2 separate regions of the Urocitellus parryii genome follow, and region 2 is linked to region 1. The links are chromatin contacts, called in public Hi-C maps. All regions are on one chromosome and are shown on one strand. The core of a region is the stretch at or near the end of the contact, and the rest is flanking DNA. Distances in the headings are between cores, read along the strand shown.

Evidence for each region. Hi-C and Micro-C count contacts between places; a contact is called where the count stands out from the background.
Region 2: a contact with region 1 is called in a Hi-C map of muscle, with 8 times the contacts expected there. The contact joins the promoter of Trappc9 here to the promoter of Ago2 in region 1. A contact is called at or near these places in 2 of 2 Hi-C or Micro-C datasets (liver and muscle).

What each region holds. Positions count from the first base shown.
Region 1 is chr7:3,261,065-3,266,207 of mUroPar1.hap1, reverse strand. Ago2 (argonaute RISC catalytic component 2) reads right to left here and starts at 2,741. Exons shown (of 19, transcript XM_026403026.2): 1 at 2,646-2,741. The coding sequence starts at 2,667.
Region 2 is chr7:3,414,630-3,419,363 of mUroPar1.hap1, reverse strand. Trappc9 (trafficking protein particle complex subunit 9) reads right to left here and starts at 3,256. Exons shown (of 24, transcript XM_077800373.1): 1 at 3,146-3,256; 2 at 103-197.

The DNA of each region.
Region 1 (5,143 bases), core at 1,492-3,991:
AAACCCACAAGGGGTATAACATTAGGCAAAATCCTCAGAAAACCACCCCATTGGAGGAAATAATCCTTTAGATACTATTTAAGATCTTTAAATGGGCGGCAAGGTGGGTAGCATTCAGGTGGCACATGGGTGTATTCCCAGCCACCAAAGCAGGAGGATCAAGAGTTCCCAGTCAGCTGGGCAACCTACCAAGTCCCTCTCAAAATAAAAAATAAAGCCGGGCGTGGTGGCACATGCTGTAATCCCAGCAGCTCAAGAGGCAGACGCAGGAGGATTGTAAGTTCAAAGCCAGCCTCAGCAAAAGTGAGGGTGCTAAGCAATTCAGTGAGACCCTGTCTCTAAATAAAACACAAAATTGGGCTGGGAATGTGACTCAGTGGTCTAGTGTCCCTGAGTTTTTAATCCCCAGTACAAATTAATTAATTAATTGGAAAATATGTGGGACTGGGGATATAGCTCAGTGGTAGAGCACTTGCCTAATAGGCACAGGCCTCCAGCTTCAATCCCCAGTACTGGGGGGCCAGGGGAGCCCACAACTAATTGATTGATCTATGAAGTTTCAGGGTCAATGCAAAATCCACCTATCCTCACTCTTTTCAATAGTTCAGAAAAATTAAGAAACAGTAACATTCCTAACTTTGGAATCCAAATTTCAGTTTCACATAGGTAACAGTATTTTTTTGTAACAGGCATAATAATATAAACCTACTGTGAACTTTATTTTTAAAATTAATTTACAAGTTGCTTAGTAAGTCTATAACAATTGGAAGTAGCAGAACTATCTGTAACTTTTCTACAATTCAGATGCAATTAGGATTCTAAATTAGGAAACAAAATATTAGAAAGAGTCTCACTGAAGAGATTCTATTCCAAAAATTTCCTTTTAAACAAAATTAAAAGCTTGGGTAGAAAAAAAAAAAAAACTGAACCGCATAATTACAGCACGCTTGTACACCTGGAGCTTGGGCTCAATCCTGTCCAGCCATTAGCTAGGAATTATCCTGCAGACATTTATTTTCCCCATGAAAGCTGGCTAAAGGGTGTCCCCGCTAGGCCACCAAGCAGAAGCCCACAGCACAGAAGCCATCTTCAAGCAGTGTTCCATAGACAAGTCAACAGCCTGGCGCAGGTACACATAGCAAGCAGCCTCAATGCCACTTCCTGAAGTTCTCATTTCAGTTACAAGTACGCAGCATGGCCTAGTCTAGCCTAGACTTAACAGGTATTTTTTATTGTGGGTCAAGGTCAAAAGGGACTGAGAGCCACTTTCTGTAAGGAGGGTTCAGAAAATCAGCTCAGGAGTGGAGCCAGGCAGATTGTTCTAATGCTCCTGGCTCCATGACCTTGGCAGAGTTCTTAACCTCTCTGAGCCTCTGCTGCCTGCCTTCAAAATGAAGGCGCTCCACCAATTTCAACAAGCTGAACCATCAACACATAAAACAAGGCAGAAGCCTGACCTTCCTCAAGGTTCCTCACATTTTCTGGGCCTTCAACTTTAAAACTGATCATCTGAAAAAATGTACAGCTTCATGACTCACATCTGCTGGGTTCCTTTGTAACTCTGCTCTAGAAGATTCTCACATTACAGGGCAGGGGCTGCCCAGCCCACTTCACAGTTAGGGGGCTGACTGCCAGGATCTCCAGAGGCCAGCATTCGCCACAGGTCTGTGGCACCTTCTAGGTGCAGGTTAAACCATTCATCAGTCAAACTGTTGAGGGCCCCTGAGGGTTTAAAAGTTGGTCAGAGAGCCTGGGCTCAGCTAAGTGACATCAGGGGAAAAAAAAAAAAAAAAAAAAAGCTGCTCAGAATTCACAAAGCACAGAGCTAATTGTGTACAGACACAGCCGTGGGGCCACCATTTAGGGACCTGAGTGGATGGGGCAGGCTTCTAGACCTTACAATCTGGAGCAGGTCTGGAGAGACCGGGGACGTGAACCACCTAGCCGTGGACCAGGTGGACAGGCGGCAGGCTGGAGCGTGGCGGACAAAGGGGAGCAGGCAGTGCCCGGTCCAAGTGCCGGGAAATTTAGGAGCCACGTGCCTGGCGGGAGAAGGCAAAAAAGCCGTGGAGCACTTGACCGTTTTCTCGGCCCAGCAAGTAAACGGCCCCACTACTCTGCATTGGAAACGAAAAAGAAAAAAAATGTTTATGGGTTTAAGTTTTTTGGAACTTTTCCAAGGAGAGAGGCAGAGTAGTCGAGGGGTGCTGAGGACACCGACACGTCCCCCCACCTCTCCTAGCACCTCGTACGAGGCAATTAGCACTCGCACCAGCCGCGTGTCTGGAATGAGAATGAGCCGCGGCCCGGCCAGCGGGCGCCTCCCGGCCAGCCCCGGGCCCGGCCCCGCCAGGGGGGGGCCGCCTCCCACTCCCCTCCGAGCCGGGGCCTAGGAGGGGCGGCCCACAGAGCCGCCGGCGACGCCCGCCGCCCGCCGCCCGCCCGGGCCGCGACCCTCGGCCGGGCGGGCGGTGGGCGCCGGCCGGGCCTAGGCGCGCGGCCGCCGGGGCGCAGGCCCGAGCGCAGGACGCAGGCCGCGCGGGCCCGGGGCCGCGCCGAGCAGGCCGGACGGCGACGACGGAGGACCCCGGCCCCGCCCCGCCGGACCCCCGCCCGCCGCCCGCCGCCGCCGCGCGAGCACTCACCGGGGCCGGCTCCCGAGTACATGGTGGCGCCGCCGAGGGCTCCGGGGCCGAGGGCCGGCCGCCGCGCCACGGGCCCCGACGCCGCGAGCCGCGAGGGAGCCGCCGGCCGCACGATCCGCCCCGGCGCGGCCGCGTCGCCAAACAGGTTTACCCGACGCGGCCGGCGGCGGGCGGAGGCGGCGGGCGGGGGAGGGGCGGGGGCGGGGCGGCGGCGGGGGCGGGCGCGGGGCGGGGCCTGGGCGGGGCGGGGCCGGGCGCGCGGGGCGGGCGGGGCGGGCGCGGCGCGGCGGGCGGGGGCCTCGGCCGGGCGGTGGGGAGCCCGGGGCCGGCCTGACGCGGCGACCCGAGGCCCCGGGGGAGCGGGGGGCGGCGCGGCGGGACTCCGCCCGGGCCCCTGCGGGCGCGCCCGGGCCGCCGGGCGGGACCGTCCCTCGCCGCGTGGGGAGAGCTCTGCAGGCCGGAGCGGCGCTGGGTCCGCTGGCTGCCCGCGCAGCCGGCCCCAGCTCGCGGCCTGGCTCTTTAAGTTATTAACAAATGCGAAGCTTCTGCCGACCCGGAGCTTGAACTTGAGCGCAGCTCGGCCCTAGCACGCGACTACACTGCCACCTCCCGGCGCGTCCGAGCACCCAGATAATCCGCATAAAGCACTTAAAAAGTAGTCAGTCTTTGGTAAATTTTCACAGTTGTCAAGGATCAGATCAAATACCACTCCCTCTCCCCGGTCAGAGCATCCAAACACACTCTCTTTGCCCTGCGGACCTCATGGACCTCCCTCATACTCCTTTTGGGCATTTCTGTACCTTCCCCAATTGCTGGCTTCCGTTTTTCCTCCAACCCAAATACTCTTGGTCCTTCATTTGCCTCTGAGTCCAGCAGAAGCCGGACAGTGGTTTCCTGTTTTCTCCCCTAATTGGTGATTAGAAGACAGAAGGGGAAATAAAACCCAGACTGGCTCATCATCTTTCAACATCCGTGCCAACCCCTTCCCTTGTCCTGTAAACAGGTGTTATCAGCTTGTGGGGTGCAATGCCCAGTGTTGAGGATCCAGGTCAAAAGATAAACAGGTGTCCTGCTTGCCAAGAGGTCAAGTAGGTTTGTTAGTTACTTGCAGTCCTCAAGGAAGGCCCAAAGTTAGTGCAGGGAAAGTACCACTCTCCTCCAGGTAAACGGAAAAGGGGGACCTAAGTCTTCACAGTGGATGATACTAATGGATCATCATAGCGATAGGTGGTGGCCTATGGTCCCAGCTGCACAGGAGGCTGAGGTGGGAGGATCTCTTGAGCCCAAGAGATGAGACCCGCCTGGGCACCACAGGGAGACCCCACCTCAAACAAACAACAGCAACCACAAAAAGCATCATGATAAAAATGGGTTTCTGTGCTTCAAGAATCTTGGATGGGATGCAGTGCTGCTCACACAGCCAGGACTGAACACTGCTGGGGTTCCTGGGTACCCACTAGCAGTACAATGAGAAATCAAGCCTCTGCTAGAATGGAATCCAGCTATTAAAGAGAACCCACTGCAGCACATACAGCGACACAGATGAGTCTCAGCACACTGAGGCTGTAGGCATTCTGCCCGGCTCCATTCATAAAGTTCTAATAACCCTTAAGTTAAACTACATTGTTTAATGTGTTATTAAATTTTAAAAATCCACAGAAAAACAAGACAGATATCTGTAAGCGTCAGAATGATGGGCAGAGCTGATATGGTGCACAGCCCTGGGCCTCTTGGGTTTCAAGCCTGTTCCTACCAGCAGTACTGCTGGCTGTTCATTCTGCAGCCAACCCTTAACACATTTTTATGTACTCAGACATTGACATTTTAATGTACTTTTCTGTACCTTTGCTGTATTTCTCAACAAAGAACATTGCAACTAATCATGAAGGTTATCACTCTCCTGCTTATGAACCACACCACCTCATCAGTTTCCCAACGCCCAGACACCCATCACTCTGCCTCTCTCCTTCACCCACCCACAAGACTGGCTTCTGCCCTAAATCGCTGGAAGCCGAACTGCTCCTAGGGCCTCAGAAAAGGAGGAGACCGGAACTTAACAGTATCCTAATGGGATACTTTGTTGCCAAGCTTCCCTCCTGGAGGACAGCAAGATACTGTCTCCTCGAGCTGCCCTTGTGTTGCTTCACTGCGCAGACCTGACACTTGGGGGCCCCCTGCTGGCAAAGGGTTGCTAATACAGTCTGCCTGTGCACTTCCAGGGCGAAAAGCAATGGCTGGGTTCAGGTCCCACAGCACTGGGACTCAGGTTACTCCTTGGCCAGGTGGCTCTTGGACGCCTGTCCTCCTCAGACGCCAGCCCCTTCCTGCAGCCCCAGTTCCCAGCCTCCAAAGAACTTCAGGCCCACAGCTCCAGCCAAGTGCATCATCTCCTCTTCCCACCTGCTCTTCCAGCTTGGCTAACAGATTCACCATCCACCAGAGAAGCTGGAAGCTCCCTCTCCTCGGCCTTCTTCTCGTGTAGTTAGTGACCCTACTTC
Region 2 (4,734 bases), core at 2,007-4,506, 150 kb before region 1:
ACTCTAGCATGCAACCAGCTGCTGCATGGAGAACCACAGTCCTCCTCTGCCCTGCGGCTCCTCCCACCGTACCCTCTCCAAGGAGCAAAAGTGAGGACTCACAAGTCACGTGTGCTGTAGATGCCGTTCTGCCTGAAGACAGGGGGACACTGGCATTCAACACGGGTCTGGTTAGGGGAGTGTTCAGTTCCTCTCCTCTGTAGAAAAATGAGAAAAATAGGAATGTATGCTCTTTTTTATAAAACTTAAGCAAACCTAATAAGTGCCTTGTGAACAATAACTATGACCATGATTTTTTTTTTTATACTGGGGATTGAACTCAGGGGCACTCGACCACTGACCCACATCCCCAGGCCTTTTTTGTATTTTATTTAGAGACAGGGTCTCTCTGAGTTGCTTAGTGCCTTGCCATTGCTGAGGCTGGCTTTGAACTTGTGATCCTCCTGCCTCAGCCTCCCCAGCCACTGGGATTACAGGCGTGCACCACTGTGCCCACCTTATGATCATCATTTCTTTTTAGGGTAACTTCTTTCTTTTTTGGTGTTAAAACATTCTTAGCAGCACACATCAGGGTATGCCTGTCATCCTAGCACTTGGAAGGCTGTGGTGGGGGGATCGCTTGAACCCGAGAGTTCAAGACCAGCATGGGCAACACAGCAAGACCATCTCAAAAAAAATAAAAATCTCATTTTTATGAAACGATGATGAGAGTACATAGTGGCTGCGTGTCTCTCTGTTATCCTATCTGAGCAAAAACAAAAACAAGCAACCCAATTATCAACCCTCTAACCTTTGGGATTTTACCTACAAACCAGGTCCTCTTCAGGGTCCCTTCCACTTGTAACTGGGCACAGAGAAACACAGGAGGGGACACACCCATGTCCTGGCACACCACCTCAGCAAAAGTTGTCCCTGAAGCTTCTTAGGACCACAGCAAACTTCCCATAAAAATCTGTCTCAGATTCAAACCATGCCTCTGACCCAAGAAGCAGGAGGTCTTAGAGAAGCTGAGAACAGGAAGTATACTAAAATTGTGGACAACTTTTCACACTTCAGACTTCACAACACCCCTGGGGTAGGTGCAAGTCACCTTCAGGCTCACATGGGAAGCCCAGCCTCATAGCCTGCTCTGGTCCTGCTCCACACTGGCAAACTGGAGCTCAGGCTCCAGCCCGGCCTCCCTACTGCCTCCTTCCAGGGGATCTAATGGAACATAGCCCAATACCAGGCAGACAATGTCCGGGACAAAGCTAGCGAAACTATGAAGACATCAAAATGGATTTGTTCAGCATGGTAGCTTCTCAAAGAGTGAAACAGAGTTGCTAGAAAACTATCATTCTATTCCCAGGTATGTACCCAAGAGATCTGAAAATGTGTCCCCGCAGGTCAAAACCTTGTACATAGCAGCAACATTCAAATTAGCCAAAGTGAGGAAACAAATCAGATGAGCATTGTGCCAAGCAGACACACAAAAGATGGTCTATCCATGCCATGGGATGTTTTTCAGCCACAGAAAAGCACAAAGTATTGACACTTGCTAAAACGTGGATGATTTATGCTGAAAGAAGCCAGACACAAACAACACGTATGGCACTAATATGAAACGGCCAGAACGTGCAAATCCATAGACACAAAACAAATCAGTGGCTGTGGGGAGTGGGGAGCAGGGGGATGAGAAAGGGCTGCAAACAGATGTGGAGCTTCTTTCTGGGATGATGGAAAATGTTCTGGAATGGTAGTGGTTGCGCAATGGTAAATATATTGAAAATATCTGGAAAATACACTTAAACAAGCAGGTTTTCTGCTAGGTAAAGGATTTATCAATAAAGTTGTCATTTTTTAAACATTTCCTGAGCCTGGCTGCATGCCTGTAATCTCAGATACTCAGGAGGCCAAGACAGGAGGATCACAACTTCTAGCAATTTAGCCAGACCATGTCTCAAAAATTTTTAAAACCAGTTGGGGATGTAGATTATAGTAAAGTGCTTGCCTGGCATGCCTGAGGTCCTGGGACCAATTCTCAACACTGGGGGGGGGGGGGGGGTCTTGACAATTATTTTTCCTTCTCCACTACTAGTCTACTCTGTAATTTTTAAAACATAACAAAATCTTGACAAATCTGTAGTACTGCAACATTCTTAGGTCTCCAACATGGTGAGGCTGGTGCTTCTGTTTCAAATATTAATAAAGCTAGCCCAGGAAGTAGCTACTGTGCTTTTTAGAAATGAGCAGTCACTGGTTTAAATGAGGGGGTGGGGTGGGTTTCAGTCATAGCCTCAAACCTCCAGCTCATTATGAAATGAACAGAGCCCTGCTTTCAGCATTTTAATTTCCCTCTCCACAAAAACATGTGAAGACAACACACTGCATCCTAATACCAGAAAACTTCCAGTTGAAAGGCTTTTATGGACGCATAAGGTGGTGCATGCTTGTAATCCCAGCTACTCTGGAGGCCAAGGCAAGAGGATGGCAAGTTCAAGGCCAGCCTCAACAATTTAGGAGAACCTGTCTCAAAGTGAGTGCAGCTGATTGGTAGAATGCCCCTGGGTTAAGTACCCAGTATCACAAAAAAGGGGGGATGGTGGCATTTACGTGGTCGGGAAGGTGAGCGGGCGGAGGGGACACTGACAGAGGCGATCACAGGCCAGCGCGGAGTGACACTTTCCTGCCCCACGGCTGCACCCGCACAAGCACAAGCGAGAGTTGCAGGGAGGGTTCGAGGCGCTCCTCCCGCAGCCGACTTCAGGAGCGCGGCGGGTCCCGGGGCGAGGGGCGTGTCGCCGCCCGCACCGGGAGCGCCAGCCCGAGGGCACCCAACGGAGGCGGCGGGCACCGCGCGGACCCGGCGCGCCCAGGCCCGGCCCAGCGGCAGGTGCGGCCCGGGACCGGACAGGTGCGGCCGGAGTCTGCCGCGGGCGTGGACACGGCCCGGGACAGGTGCGCGCAGGGCACACGGGCACCGGGGCCGCCAGCGGGGCCGATCGCAGCCGGGCGGGGCGGCGACCCGGGGCAGGTGGGCAGACCCGGCCGGGCAGGTGTGAGCTGGCCAGCCCCTCCGCGAGGCCACGGCGGCTGCGCGGCCGCCACACGCGCCCTCCCCGGGCCGGCCGACTCCCTGACCCGGAGCCCCCCGCTTCGCACTTACGCAGCCGGTGGCCCGGGCCGGAGCAGGAGCCAACGGCCTGACGGGCAGCGGGCCGAGCTGCCTCGGCGGCCGCTCCCCCGGCTCACGGCTGGCGCTTCCGACTGGGGCCGAGCGGCGCCCCTCTGCGCATGCGCAGATCCCGTCCTGCCGGCGCTCCGGCCCGGGTTTTCACACCGACGCGGGGAAGCGCGTGCGGTGGGCGGAGCTGGACCGGGAGGAGCGGGAGAGAGGGAGGGAAGGAGAGGGAGGAGGTGGAGGGAGGGAGAGACCTGGAGGAAGAAAGGAAGACTGGAGGGAGAGAAGCAGAAATGAAGAGCAGAGCTTTTGCTCCTGGGGCCGGGCACCCTGTCTCCCGGCCACTCACTAATCCCTCAGGAATAGTAGTAGAGGCCCCTGCAAAACCCCTAGTGACTGGCCTGAGGCTGAAGCTGGAGGATCGGATCGTGAGTTCTAAGCCAGCCTCAGCAAATGGAGGTGCTAAGCAACTCAGTGAGACCCTCTCTCTAAATAAAATACGAAATAGGGCCGGGGATGGGGGTCAGTGGCCGAGTGCCCCTGAGTTCAATCCCCAGTATCTGCCCCCAAATGAAAAAACCCTAGTGATAGGGGACAAAGAGACGTGATGGGCGGAAACATGAGGCCAAGGGAATCATTCTAAAACTGGGTCCCCTGTGCTGACCCCCACGTTTTCACTTTTAAAAAGCAATTTGCCTGCAGCCCTGCCTGTCTTAAGTCCCCAAGATATGTTACATTCCTCCCCAAACAATCTGTCATCTGCAGGAGAAAAGCAGGCCCGGGAAATGCAGTTAAGAGCACATGTTACCCAGGCAGCGAGGGAGTGGGGAGACACACTGTGACCCTTACACAGACCAGATTCCAGAACTCAGGGAGATGAGGATCACCCCCCTGATCGTGAAACCATTAAGAACAAGGTCCAATTAGAACTGGTCAGCCTGGGCCAAAGTGACCTAGAGTTGTCATGGTAGTGGGGACTTGAAAATCTGATGTCGTGGGCTGGGGATGTGGCTCAAGCGGTAGCGTACTCGCCTGGCATGCGTGCGGCCCGGGTTCGATCCTCAGCACCACATACCAACAAAGATGTTGTGTCCGCCGAGAACTAAAAACTAAAAATATATTAAAAAAAAAAAAAATCTGATGTCATCCTGCTGTCACTCAAAAGTCAAGAGGTGGACCTGGGCAGAACTCTAAAGACACTCTAGGACACTCCCCCCACCCAATAAAACCGGAGAGTAAGAGAGGTGGGCTGTCCCCTCTCTTGAGAGGACCCACTCTCTCCCTTGAGAGTGTCTTCCTTTCCCCTTTCCTGTCCTTTCTAATAAACTCATGCCTGCTACTCTTAGCAACATGTCTTGAAAATTTTTTTGGCATGATTACAAGAATCAGGGATTGAAGGGGGATCTTCATGCTGCCTCAGATTCCCAGAAAGCCCCAGCCTTATATGCTTTATGGCACTCAGGGGGTCTCAGTGCACAACTATCCTTTTCTCCTTTTGCAGAAAGACTAAGGGGTGTGTGGCAAGGGACTCTCTCGGGCATGTTTAATCTGCAGGGTGGTAGGGCCCAACTGCT